Regions from separate parts of the Mus musculus genome. Here region 1 is linked to region 2. A link is a contact called in public Hi-C data. All regions are on one chromosome and are shown on one strand. The core of a region is the stretch at or near the end of the contact, and the rest is flanking DNA. Distances in the headings are between cores, read along the strand shown.

Region 1 (5,546 bases), core at 867-3,366, 90 kb after region 2:
GAATAGAATCCTGGGAGCCAATGGGAGGAGAGTGCCTCCTAAGGGAAGGGTCAGCTGAGTCCAAGGCTGCTGCTGGTCCCTGGCGTCAAGGGCAAGCTCATTCAGAAGACTGGACAATCTAAGCCAAATGGGAGAGCTAGAGACTTGGGGTGGCCTTTGTAAAGAGAAATGTTGCTATCAAAAGCTGAAGAAAAATGCGGAGACAGCTGAGCAGGGTCATGAGCCGGTTGATGAGTGTGTTCACTGATGAGAGATGCTATCATTCATTAGTGTGATAAGAAGGCCAGTAGGGAAGGGACAAGTCCATGCATAGGTAAGAGGGGTGGGACCCAGGTGTTGTTCTTCAGGGTCTGATGGAATATCTTTTCTTCTGTGTTACCTACTCTCTGGGTCCCTTTCTGGTGAGGACCATCTCAAGTGTGGCCGAGATCTCATGTACATCCAGGGAACACAGCTTGGGGGCTTTCTCATTGACCAGAAACGTCACAGGCTCAGCAGTCTACACAACTCTTAAGCACGTGTAGCAAAATTCCAGCACTGCCTTGAGGCCACCAGCTCTGAGTTCAAGCCCATGGCATGGCCTATGTACACTTTCCAGCCCCACCATTGTGCTGTTGGGATGGCACATGTCGCTTATTTCAAATGACATCTTTCAGATACTTGTGCCACTTTGAAAACACATACTCTTGAGGGCTTGGGCAAGGTTCACAGATAAATATAATACAATGGACACAGAGCTAAGCCCCTTCACTGTATGGTTTCTGTGGGGTGTCCTGGGTCAAGAGGGTATCAAACCATTTTCCTGGGTCCTCCCAGGCTGGCAGGAAGAACCTCCCTTTTCCAACCTTAAAGTTCTTGACATTCTAAGTGTGATGTGATCTCTCCCTGTTGCTTTCTGGGGACCCAGGGACTGGATATGCCTTTGTCTTTCCATTGCTTTGCCTGAAGCCTTCTGTAGCTACCATCAGCAGGAGTGCGAGACAAAGCTCAGACCAAACCGAAAATAAAAGCACAGAGTGGGCTTTGCTCTACTCTTGAACAGTAAGATGCCCTTACAACTCTTTTTTTTTTTAATCTTTCAGGTCTTTATTTACATATAAAAGAGCCCTTAAAGCTCTTTAAAAGTTCCTGAGTTCCTCTTTCCACAAACCAAGTATTTCAGTCCATGGCCAAAGACATAAAAGAAAAGGCAGGGGAAATCAAATCAAATCCTAGTAATGTTTGTGGTAGGAAATCTGCCCAGACAGGCTTGTGTGAGTTGCATAATATTCCAAAGTCCCGTTATCCTCGGTGGGAGATTTTAGGGAGTGATTTGGTTGTTTGTTATTGGAGACACACCAAAGCTTAAGTGAAGGATTTCTGATAGAACATGGGGGCCCTGTGCTTGGCAGGGCTCCAGCTGTCACCTCTGGCTTCCTGGCATCAGCCTGACATCAGAGGTGAAGGAGACCCTCGCAGCAGGAAAACTGGAAACATCTAAGAACCTCTGGGAAGGTGAGGCATACCTGACCACGGAAACCTCAGTTAACTAAAGAAGCTGAGGCCCCTTGTTCCCGTTAGTGTCTCCCTATCTTTTAATACTGCACCCGTGCGGTCCTTTGGTTTTAAGTGTGTCCTTAAATAGGAACTAAATACATTACATGCCTCATTTTCCTTTGGATTACATTTGTGAGCTACAAGCCCAGGGAATTCTGCTCTCCTTCCAAGTACACTGCAGCTGTGAATTCCCAGCCCCACCCTGAAGCACGGCCTGAACCTTCCCACCACTGAGTTAGACACAGTCACTGTGACGTGTGTTTCTGGAAACTATGGCAAAACAGTATTCTTCTGTTTGTTTTAATGGTTCCTAGCCAAGAGCAGGAAAAACCTTGAAATTTGATTTAATTTTTTAAAGCAAAAATCTAAGATGTGGAGTGGGGTTCAGGCCAGCTTCTCGAAGGGGGACAGACATTCACTGTCTGTGCCCAGGGGTGGGATCCCATCACAGGACTTGACACAGTCACCTCAGAACTTCTTGTGCTCACAATGGCATCCCAGATATTAGGGTTCATAGAGTCCCAGACTAATAATCACTGGTCTCCTGGGTGAGCCATCAGGTCCCTGGGCTGACATACCCTGATTGGCTCACTCTGAATATTGACCCTAGGGGTTAGGTATGTGAACACATCGTTCTCTTTGATGCTCACATTCCGACTGGTCTTTACAAAGCAGAGTCTGTGAGAGAACCTCACATCTCACCCATCACCTTCTTGCAACCATCCCAAGCTAAAGCCTGCTTGAGACTGCTGGCCCTCGCCTTATCCCCGCCCGTCTGCACCTGTCCAGATGCCGCTTCACCAAAAGTTGTGTGTCACAAAAACGGTATGTGCTATTAAAGCCTGTAGGACATACTGTGTCACTTCCTCCTGGAGGACAGCTCGCCAAGCTCGTTGTCCTGTTTCCTCTTGGGGAAATGAAGACGTTCCAGGACAGGCAGTAACTTTGGAAACTGTATTGGATCATAACTGATTCTCCCCTTCTCTGTCTCTGGCGAGCTTCTGCTGACCCTGGAACGGTTTGGGGCCCCTCACTTGGATTCTTGGTGAGATCACATTTCACCCTTCTTGAAAAGATTTCAATTGACACATACTTCTGCGTATTTGTGGAGTGTTCCGTGTTGTTTTAATGCATGTATACAGTATATATACTGTATACATCAGACCAGACCCTGGGTCTCATTTATCATTTTTCTGTTTTGTGTTGGAAATATTCAAAATCCTTTCTTCTAGCGATGCTAAATTATAAAATACACCACTTAGCTGGAGCCACGCCACTTTGCTAGAGAACACTGGATCTGACTCCTCTCATCTAGCCGTGTTCTGTACCCGATCACCAACTTTTCTCTGTTTCACCCAAACCAATCGCCTATCTGTGGTGACTATAATTCCACCCTTTATTCGTATAGGCTCAACTCATTTAGCTCCCATGCAAAAGCAAGAACATGCCACATGCCTGACTTATGTGTCTTATGTCCTTCACTTCAATCCGTGTTGCCACAAATGACAGCATTTCATTATTTTTCATCTCTAAATGCTATTCATTCACACACACACACACATACACACACACACACACACACACACACACACACATCCATTCATCAGTAAAACTTGGTTGATCTATAAAGGGATAGATAGATAGATAGATAGATAGACAGATAGACAGACAGACAGATGTACCCATTCATTCATCAATGTGGATTAACATATACATTACATTTTCAAAATACATTATATATATACATATATATATATATATATATATATATATATATATATATTCATTCAGCAGCTGTGGAATTTCTGTATCCCTATGGTCGTTTTCTACCTTTAGTTTCCAGTAATCTATTATTATGTACAAAATGCACTAATTTACATGTTTATTGATAGTATATGGGAGTTTTCCTTTCTCTACATTCTCAGCAGAGTTTTTGTTCAGTGATTATAATGAGTATTCTGACTGGAGTAAGGTACTATTTCATGGTGGCTTTGCATTTTATGAAGATTAGTGATATTATTTTCCCCATGAACTTGTTAGCCATTTTAAACCCAGAATTGTTCAGTCCCTCTTCCCTGTGGAGTTGCTCAGTGATTCCTTTGCCAATCAATCCATAGCAAAGTTCCCCCTCCCCCTACTCCAGCCCCACCTCCTACCCCAGTCCCGGCCTCCACCCCATTCTGTGGCCTTCTTTTTACTTTGCAGCTGATTGTCACTTTCAAGTGACCACCACATGTCCCAGGAAGAACATCCTACAGAGACAGTCCACCGTCCACTCACTGCCCTGTCCCTTTGTGCAGCCCCATGTCCTTCACACTGAAAAAGGGTAGACCCTTGCTCTGCTGGACCCCACATAGGAACTGCGCTGGTGGTCAAAGTTGAGGAACCAGCATCTGGTCTGAAGGACGTTGGAGAGACACAGGGAAACCATCACTCAGCATGCAGTCAGCATCCAGGTGGCAACAGTGGGTTCCTGGTGCCCTTTCCCAATGCCTGTTGCTTCCTGATAGATAGTGGCATGACTCCACAACAGCACCCTGACTGTGCTACCTTGGTGCATCCTGTTTTTAGGTAGAGAGCAAGAGACATGATCAGGAGAAGTACATGCTAGTAGATCGCCCACTGCTAAAGGCAAAGGAAAGGGTGGCTGGGTCTTGATTGGTAGGAGACCAGCCAGCCCCATGGCTGCTACTCACACCGTAAAGGGAAGGCAGAACTAGCTACACATCGCTGTTCCTCATCATGTTCTCCTATATTTCCAAAATGGGAGCAGTCACACCTCTACGTGCTTCATAATCCTCTTGTCTATTAAATGGCTTGACATGTATTTTATAAGCATATGAAATCTGCAGTGCCTCAGACAGAATAAAAACTTGCTATAACGTCTTGTGAATAGATTTAGTCCTCAGCAGTCCCGAGGCACAGAACTGTTACAGACCTGACAATACAGTAAAGTGGCCTGAGCTCATAAGTGCAGTTCAACCCTGGCTATCACCTACTGCCTTTGCATATCCCAGGGAATCACTTAACTTCTCGGAGCTGGAACTATCCCTCCATAAAAGAGGGGAGGAGCTGGGCGGCATTGCTTGGAGCAAAGTAGATTCTAGAGGCTCAGCCTGACAGTTTGACCCCATAGACAGGAGGTGGGGCCTAAGGACTAGGAAGCGTTGAACTGTTCTTTCTCTCTCACCTTTTTAACTTATTTTATTTTATGTGCTTTGATGTTTTGCCTGTACATATGCCTGTGTGAGAGTGTCAGAACCAGGAGTTACAAACAGTTGTGAGCTGCCATGAGGGTGCTGGGAACTGAACCAGGCTCCTCTGGAAGAACTGCTGCTGTTGTTGTTGTTGTTGTTATATGTGTGGTGTACTTGGGTAGGCATGCTACCACATTTCTGTTGTTAGAGGACAACATTGTGATATCAGCTTTCTTCTTCTACTTACATGGTGGAGACAGGGAGTTTCCAAGGGTTGACAGAGCTCAGATGGTCCAGCCTGTAGGTAGCAGCTTTAGCAGTTGAGCCATCTCAAGTGTTTCTGCAGAAAGCCTAACATACAGCCAAGGCTGAAAGTTGCTCAGATGCAATGCATACTCACTTGCTTGTTTTGGGTTTGGGGTTTTTTTGTTTTGTTTTGTTTTTGTTTTTTCTTTCGTTAAGAAATCTCTGTCCCAGAGAGAGTGGTCAAAATTGCAGAAGTTCTGGGCATAATAATAAAAATAAAATCCAGTACACCTGCAACTGTGAACAGGTGATTGGAAATGGGCAGCCAACCAGTTGAATCTCACTTTAGTTTGAAAAAGAAGAAATATTTAGTACTTTTAGGAGTCTTGAACTTGAAAAGTGGTAAGAAGTTTAGCTTAAGCCTCACTCATAAACTATAGGAACTCCCAGTGGGTTAGAGATTTATATCTGGGGGTAGTTCCAAGATTTTGTCCTCCCAAGAGATATAAATGAAAACCTTAAGAGTTTAACATAGGGAGGGAAAACTTTTCTCACAAAGATGCTTTA
Region 2 (5,802 bases), core at 2,820-5,319:
GAAGGGTTCTTCTTAAGTGTCTTTTCCAGGATGTTAACCTCAACATTGTGCCTGAAACTTATATCTGCTCACTTACTCCATAGTTAGATGCACTGAGTCTGTGCCAGGTACAACAGGCGGTGAAAATGAAAATACCTGCTCTCTGGGGGCAGTTAGCAAGTCCCAGGCGCCATAGCTAACACTTACTGAGTAGGCACTACTGATTACCATCAAAACCCCAGGTAGACACTGCTGTCCATTTGATAGACAGGAAGACTAGTCAGAGCGAAGTAACTCAGCTAATAAAATGCAGAGCCAGAATTTGATGCTTCAGTGCCCACTGTAAGCTATTTCTGTTATATTCTGATTCATTAGGTTTATTGCAGTAGTTGATCCTGAGATTTAGCATATTTAGAACTTTGTACTTTATATTAGTTTGGTCCTAAGAAATTTGATTTTTTAAAAAATATTTTTATTAGGTATTTTTCTCATTTACATTTCCAATGCTATCCCAAAAGTCCCCCATACCCCTCCCACTCCCCTACCCACCCACTCCCACTCTTTGGCCCTAGCATTCCCCTGTACTGGGGCATATAAAGTTTGCGTGTCCAATGGGCCTCTCTTTCCAGTGATGGCCGACTAGGCCATCTTTTGATACATATGCAGCTAGAGTCAAGAGCTCCAGGGTACTGGTTAGTTCATAATGTTGTTGCACCTATAGGGTTGCAGGAAAAGGATGTTATACAGAGCCCTGGAAAACAAAACAATAGCTTATTGTTTTGCAAGTGTAGTAAGTTATCTCTTACAAGTTTAAACAGTTCAGATCTTGTTTTAAAGAATGTATGGACAAAATTTGCATCTTCTCATTTCTCCAAGCTTCTTAGAAGTCAGCATGCCTATCTTTCCCCATTATGTCATCTCACATGTTAATGCTGTTTTCTTGAGTGCCCCTTGCTCTCCCCAACTAACAGCCCCGGAAATTGGCTCAGCCCATTACCCTCTCTGAACTCTTTTCCTGTGGTAGTAAGCACTGGATAAGACAATTAGTAATATTCACTTCTCCCTTAGATACTAATAGTCTAGTGAGAGAAAGAACCCAAAAGAAGTGGGCACATGATTGTAGGGCAGCTGGTGTGGGGGAATAGAGGGGATGGGAGAGAACCCACATCCTACCAGAGTTCTGGTGCTCTGGGTGGGTGGATGCAGAGGACTGCCACACACTTTCCATACAACCCTGGGTGGGTGTCTGGCTGTGGGAAGCCATGGGGGTGGACAAGGGGCAGACCGAGGTCTCTGGGCCTCATGGAGGCCAGAGATAACAGGTTCTTAGTCTTGGGCATCCCAGATGTAGCTGGACACCACAGTAGAGCTAAGAACAAAGTGGGGGGCCTGGGGTGGTTCAGTCATCCCTGGGGTTGAAGAGAGGAGAGGGCAGGCAAAGAGGGGGCTCTGGGTAGTCCTCACATGGGCAAGAATTTTTGGTCCAGTCCATGGCTGGAACGCAGGAAGGCCTTTAGGGAAAAGCCTATCCTATTGTTCAAGCACGGCACATTGATGAGCAGAGATAGTCTATGGTTTTAGAGTTTTATTGTAGAAAGACAGAAAGAGAGAAAGTAAAGAAAGAGAGAGGCCAGCCATGGCCACGTGGAGAGAAGGGGAAAGGGAGGGGAAAAGGAGAGCTAGAGATGAGAGTAAGAAAGGTGAGAGTTTAAGAGAGAGGGGAGGGGCCAAGCGGCCCCTTTTATAGTGGGCTTGTTGTTGCTACGTAGCTGTGAGGAGGAACATATCTGGCTATGTCAGGTAACTGTGGGGGTGGAGTCTAGCTAGAATGTCAGGAGCTTGGGGCTTTGTGTGACTGACAATCATAGAATTATGGAGTTGGGGGCTCTGTGGTGTCAGGCACCTGTCTCTGAGAACTGCCTTCTCTTGTAGAGTTTTCTACTGGGTCTCTGGAGCAAGTCTCATTCAACCAAAACAGGCTGCCTTTCATTACCCCACACATGATAGATAAATGGGCAATGCACTCCTCACAGCTCAGTGGGGATGGCAGCTCTGAGCATTATAGGATGGAGGAGAAATAGCAAACAAAGGAACCCATCCGGCCATGCCCTGCATCTCTTCCCTGCACAAATGAACATCAGTATGACATATCCGTTTTCTCACCCAATACCTTCTGAATTTCTTTCAAACAGTGCTTCCTTCTTCAGAGTTAGATTTTCTTTCTTTCTTTCTTTCTTTCTTTCTTTCTTTCTTTCTTTCTTTCTTTCTTTCTTTCTTTCTTTCTTCCTTCCTTCCTTCCTTCCTTCCTTCCTTCCTTCTCCCTCCCTCCCTCCCTCCCTCCCTCCCTCTCTCTCTCTCTCTCTTTCTTTCTTTCTTTCTTTCTTTCTTTCTTTCTTTCTTTCTTTCTTTCTTTCTTAAAGATTTATTTATTATATGTAAGTACACTGCAGCTGTCTTCAGACTCCCCAGAAGAGAGCATAGGATCTCATGGTGGATGGTTGTGAGCCACCATGTGGTTGCTGGGTTCTGAACTCAAGACCTTCAGAAGAACAGTCAGAGTTCTTAACTGCTGAGCAATCACTCCATCCCGAGAGTTGGATTTCTACTCTTGGCATTCTAGTACATGTAATTGCCAACCCAGAATGTGAGAAGAACGTGTACAATGCTTTAGTTAGATGAGGCTTGTAAGAAACATTGATATCACCAAATGGCATGTATTGTTCTCATGGTTTACCACAGAATAAGCTTTCTTGTCAACATTAATCATATCAATATAATAATAAAATTAGCAATAATTCTGAATGATTATAGAGTAACTTCCACATACTAGACAACATAAATAGTACCTTATACCAATGATACATTCCTACTGGTTTCCAGGAAGCTAGGACTTAGAGACACTGAGCATCTTTGTTCATTTCTGCTGCTGTGATAAAATACCCTGACCAAAAGCCACCTAAAGGAGGAGGGCTCAATTTTAGCTCACAATTCCAGGTTACAGTCCATTACTAGGGGGACAGCACAACACCAGGAACTCAAGACAGCTGGTCACATCACACTCAAAGTCCAGAGCAGAGAGTAACAATATGCACATGCTCAGTTGTGTGCTTGTAATCAGCTTTATTTCTCCACTCATATAGTTCGGGATCCTCTGCCTAGGGAATGGTGCTGCCCACAAGTGGACTAGGTCTTTTCATACCAGTTAAGAGACTGCACAAACCTGTTCAGAGACCAAGCCAATATAAAGAATTCTTCATTGGGACTTTTTGTTCCAAGGTGATAGGTTGTACCAAGTTGACTACAAATAGGGACAGTGCATTTAGTTCCACTGCTTTGGGGTCTATTGTGCAGCAGATCATAGATTAGGGAGAGCACAGTGAATCCAAGCATCATGTTGGCCAGGAATCTAGCAGCAGGGACAGGCCTAGGGTCCTAATATCCAGTCAAGGACATGCTTCAGTGACCTAAAGTCAACCCACTAGACCATGCTTCTTAGAGTTTTCACTATCTCTGAGTAATACCACAGGGCTGGGACAAAGCCTTTAACACATGACCTTTGGAGAACATTTAAAATTTAGACCAGAGCTGGGGACATTCTTTGGCTAATTTTGCAGTTTTCTTCCACTTTTAAATTGTATACCTTGGGAATTCTTGGCATGTCTTTGACGTGAGTTTAATGGAAACAGACTCACAAATCCTCCCTTTTCCATCATTTTATGAAAAAAGATTTATTATAAAACTCTTACTGAGATTATTACAAATTGTCACTAAATCATCCTGTGCATTGTTCTCCTGTCGAGTTTATGAAAGTCCGGAGGGCACTGCTTTGGGAATGTCTCTTCTTGTAAGAGTTGACTTGGTTCTGGATAATAGGAGCAGTGTTTTTCAACCAAAGTCTGAGCTGTCTGGGGAGAGAAAGAAAATATGCCAGAGTCGTCACTGGACTCTGGAAGTCAGAGGGATGGGGTACTTAGCTTCACTATCCTGATGACATTCCGTGCTGAAGGTGGGTCCCTCTAGACTGCTCCCTCAGCGTCAGCTCCTGGGGCAGGCAGCCAACATCCTGAAGCAACTGCCATTTTCCTGGGGTGATTCATGTGTGAAAGTGTCTCCCCCATAAGAATGCGGGCCATCACGATCTTCCCAGAGTGCAGTTCCTATCATCCCAGAAGTGTTTGTTCATGTAAATGCATCCCAGTTGGGAAGTCTAAGGATGTGAAGGATGGCTGTCCCATCCGAATACATAACCCTTTGCGTCTGCAGTATCTCATATTTGGCTACATTAGTTTTAGTGCTTAAGAGAACTGGGCCTTCCATGTGAGCTGATGTGCGTTCTGCTATTACTTCACAGATAAATTTAGAATGGCCATGAATCTCTGTCTCACAACCCAGATGGTTTGGCTCAGCTTTCCTCTCATCCACTGGGAAGCCTTGAATTTGGGCATAAGCCCTTATCCATGTATGTGGTGCTGGCGATATGGGTAGTGTTCAGGTCTGTGCGATCCAATTCTTCTCTACTCTTGGTCCCCTCCCCCTTGTTAGATGAAAGGTGACAATATAGAACCAACTGTCAGGAACATTCAAAAGGAGCCCTTTTGTCTCACCTTTTTCTTCCTGGCTTCTTTTCTCAGGAAAAACAGACATTCACCTTCTCTTATATTTTTATTATGCAACATACATTGTTTCTGAGAATGATATGGGGGAGGGGAATGATGATTTGTGTGTGTGTATGCCTGTGTGTGTGTGTGTGTGTGTGTGTGTGTGCGCGCGCGCGCGCGCGCGAGTGCGCGCATGTGCAAGGTAGAAATATCCTCAAAATGAGAATATAAAGTTGATGTTTCTCGGGAATCATGCTTGATCTTGCATGTGTTTAACAGATCTGACCCAGAATGACAAGTGAATCACACAGTCCATCAGGATTTTTGTGGCAAGAGTAGGACCAGATCAGCCCCAAACGCACAGCCTCTCGGGGGTGTTCTGAACTGTCATGGGACCAGACCAAAGGCACAATCCCATCAGGCTTCAGAGGAGAGTATCAAGGCAGGATTAGCTTGGCTACAGTCCCATCAAAACCTCAAGGTGAAATTCTCAGTTAACAGACTTTGTTCTTTGCTATCAATTTTAAAAATAAGGGTGAAAAATTCAAAGGGGTTTTATTTAAAAACCTATTCTGTATTACTGAGATGATGTGAGTACTGTGATGGAGTGAGTACTGTGATGGTGTGAGCACTGTGATTGTGTGAGCACTGTGATGGCATGAGTACTGTGATGGAGTGAGTACTGTGATGATGTGAATACTGTGATAGTGCAGAGTAGTATGGTGGTGTGAGTACTGTAAAGGTATGAGTACTGTGAGGGTGTGAGTACTGAGATGATGTGAGCACTGTGATGGCGTGAGTCCTGTGATGGTATGAATACTGTGAGGGTGTGAGTACTGTGATGGAGTGAGTACTGTGATGGAGTGAGTACTGTGATGGAGTGAGTACTATGATAGAGTAAGTACTGTGATGGTGTGAGCACTGTGAGGGTGTGAGCAACTGTGATGGAGTGAGTACTGTGATGGAGTAGGTACTGTGAGGGTGTGAGTACTGTCATGGTGTTACTACTGTGATGGTGTGAGCACTGTGATGGTGTGAGTCCTGTAATGGTGTGAGTACTGTGATGGAGTGAGCACTGTGATGGAGTGAGTACTGTGATGGTGTGAGTACTGTGATGGTGTGAGTCCTGCAATGGTGTGAGTACTGTGATGGTGTGAGTACTGTGATGGAGTGAGCACTGTGATGGTGTGAGTACTGTGATGGTGTGAGTCCTGCATTGGTGTGA

What was found. A called contact is a pair of places that touch in the nucleus more often than the background predicts.
Region 1: a Hi-C map of ventricular fibroblasts shows a contact between it and region 2, with 7 times the contacts expected there. The contact joins two enhancer-like sites. A contact is called at or near these places in 13 of 484 Hi-C or Micro-C datasets (3T3-L1-derived adipocytes, the AML12 cell line, adipose-derived mesenchymal stem cells and 6 more) and 3 of 115 datasets of contacts at active chromatin or transcription factors (bone marrow-derived dendritic cells, fibro-adipogenic progenitors and liver).

What each region holds. Positions count from the first base shown.
Region 1 is chr4:100,400,020-100,405,565 of GRCm38.p6, forward strand. All of the region lies in intron 4 of Ror1 (receptor tyrosine kinase-like orphan receptor 1), which reads left to right. Among named protein-coding and RNA genes, the nearest start is that of Gm35760, 9.3 kb to the left of the region's middle. Within about 2 kb of position 2,117, at least 20 of the 459 cell types and tissues checked have an H3K27ac peak or open chromatin away from gene starts, as enhancers often do.
Region 2 is chr4:100,307,957-100,313,758 of GRCm38.p6, forward strand. All of the region lies in intron 2 of Ror1 (receptor tyrosine kinase-like orphan receptor 1), which reads left to right. Among named protein-coding and RNA genes, the nearest start is that of Gm35760, 83 kb to the right of the region's middle. Within about 2 kb of position 4,070, at least 13 of the 459 cell types and tissues checked have an H3K27ac peak or open chromatin away from gene starts, as enhancers often do.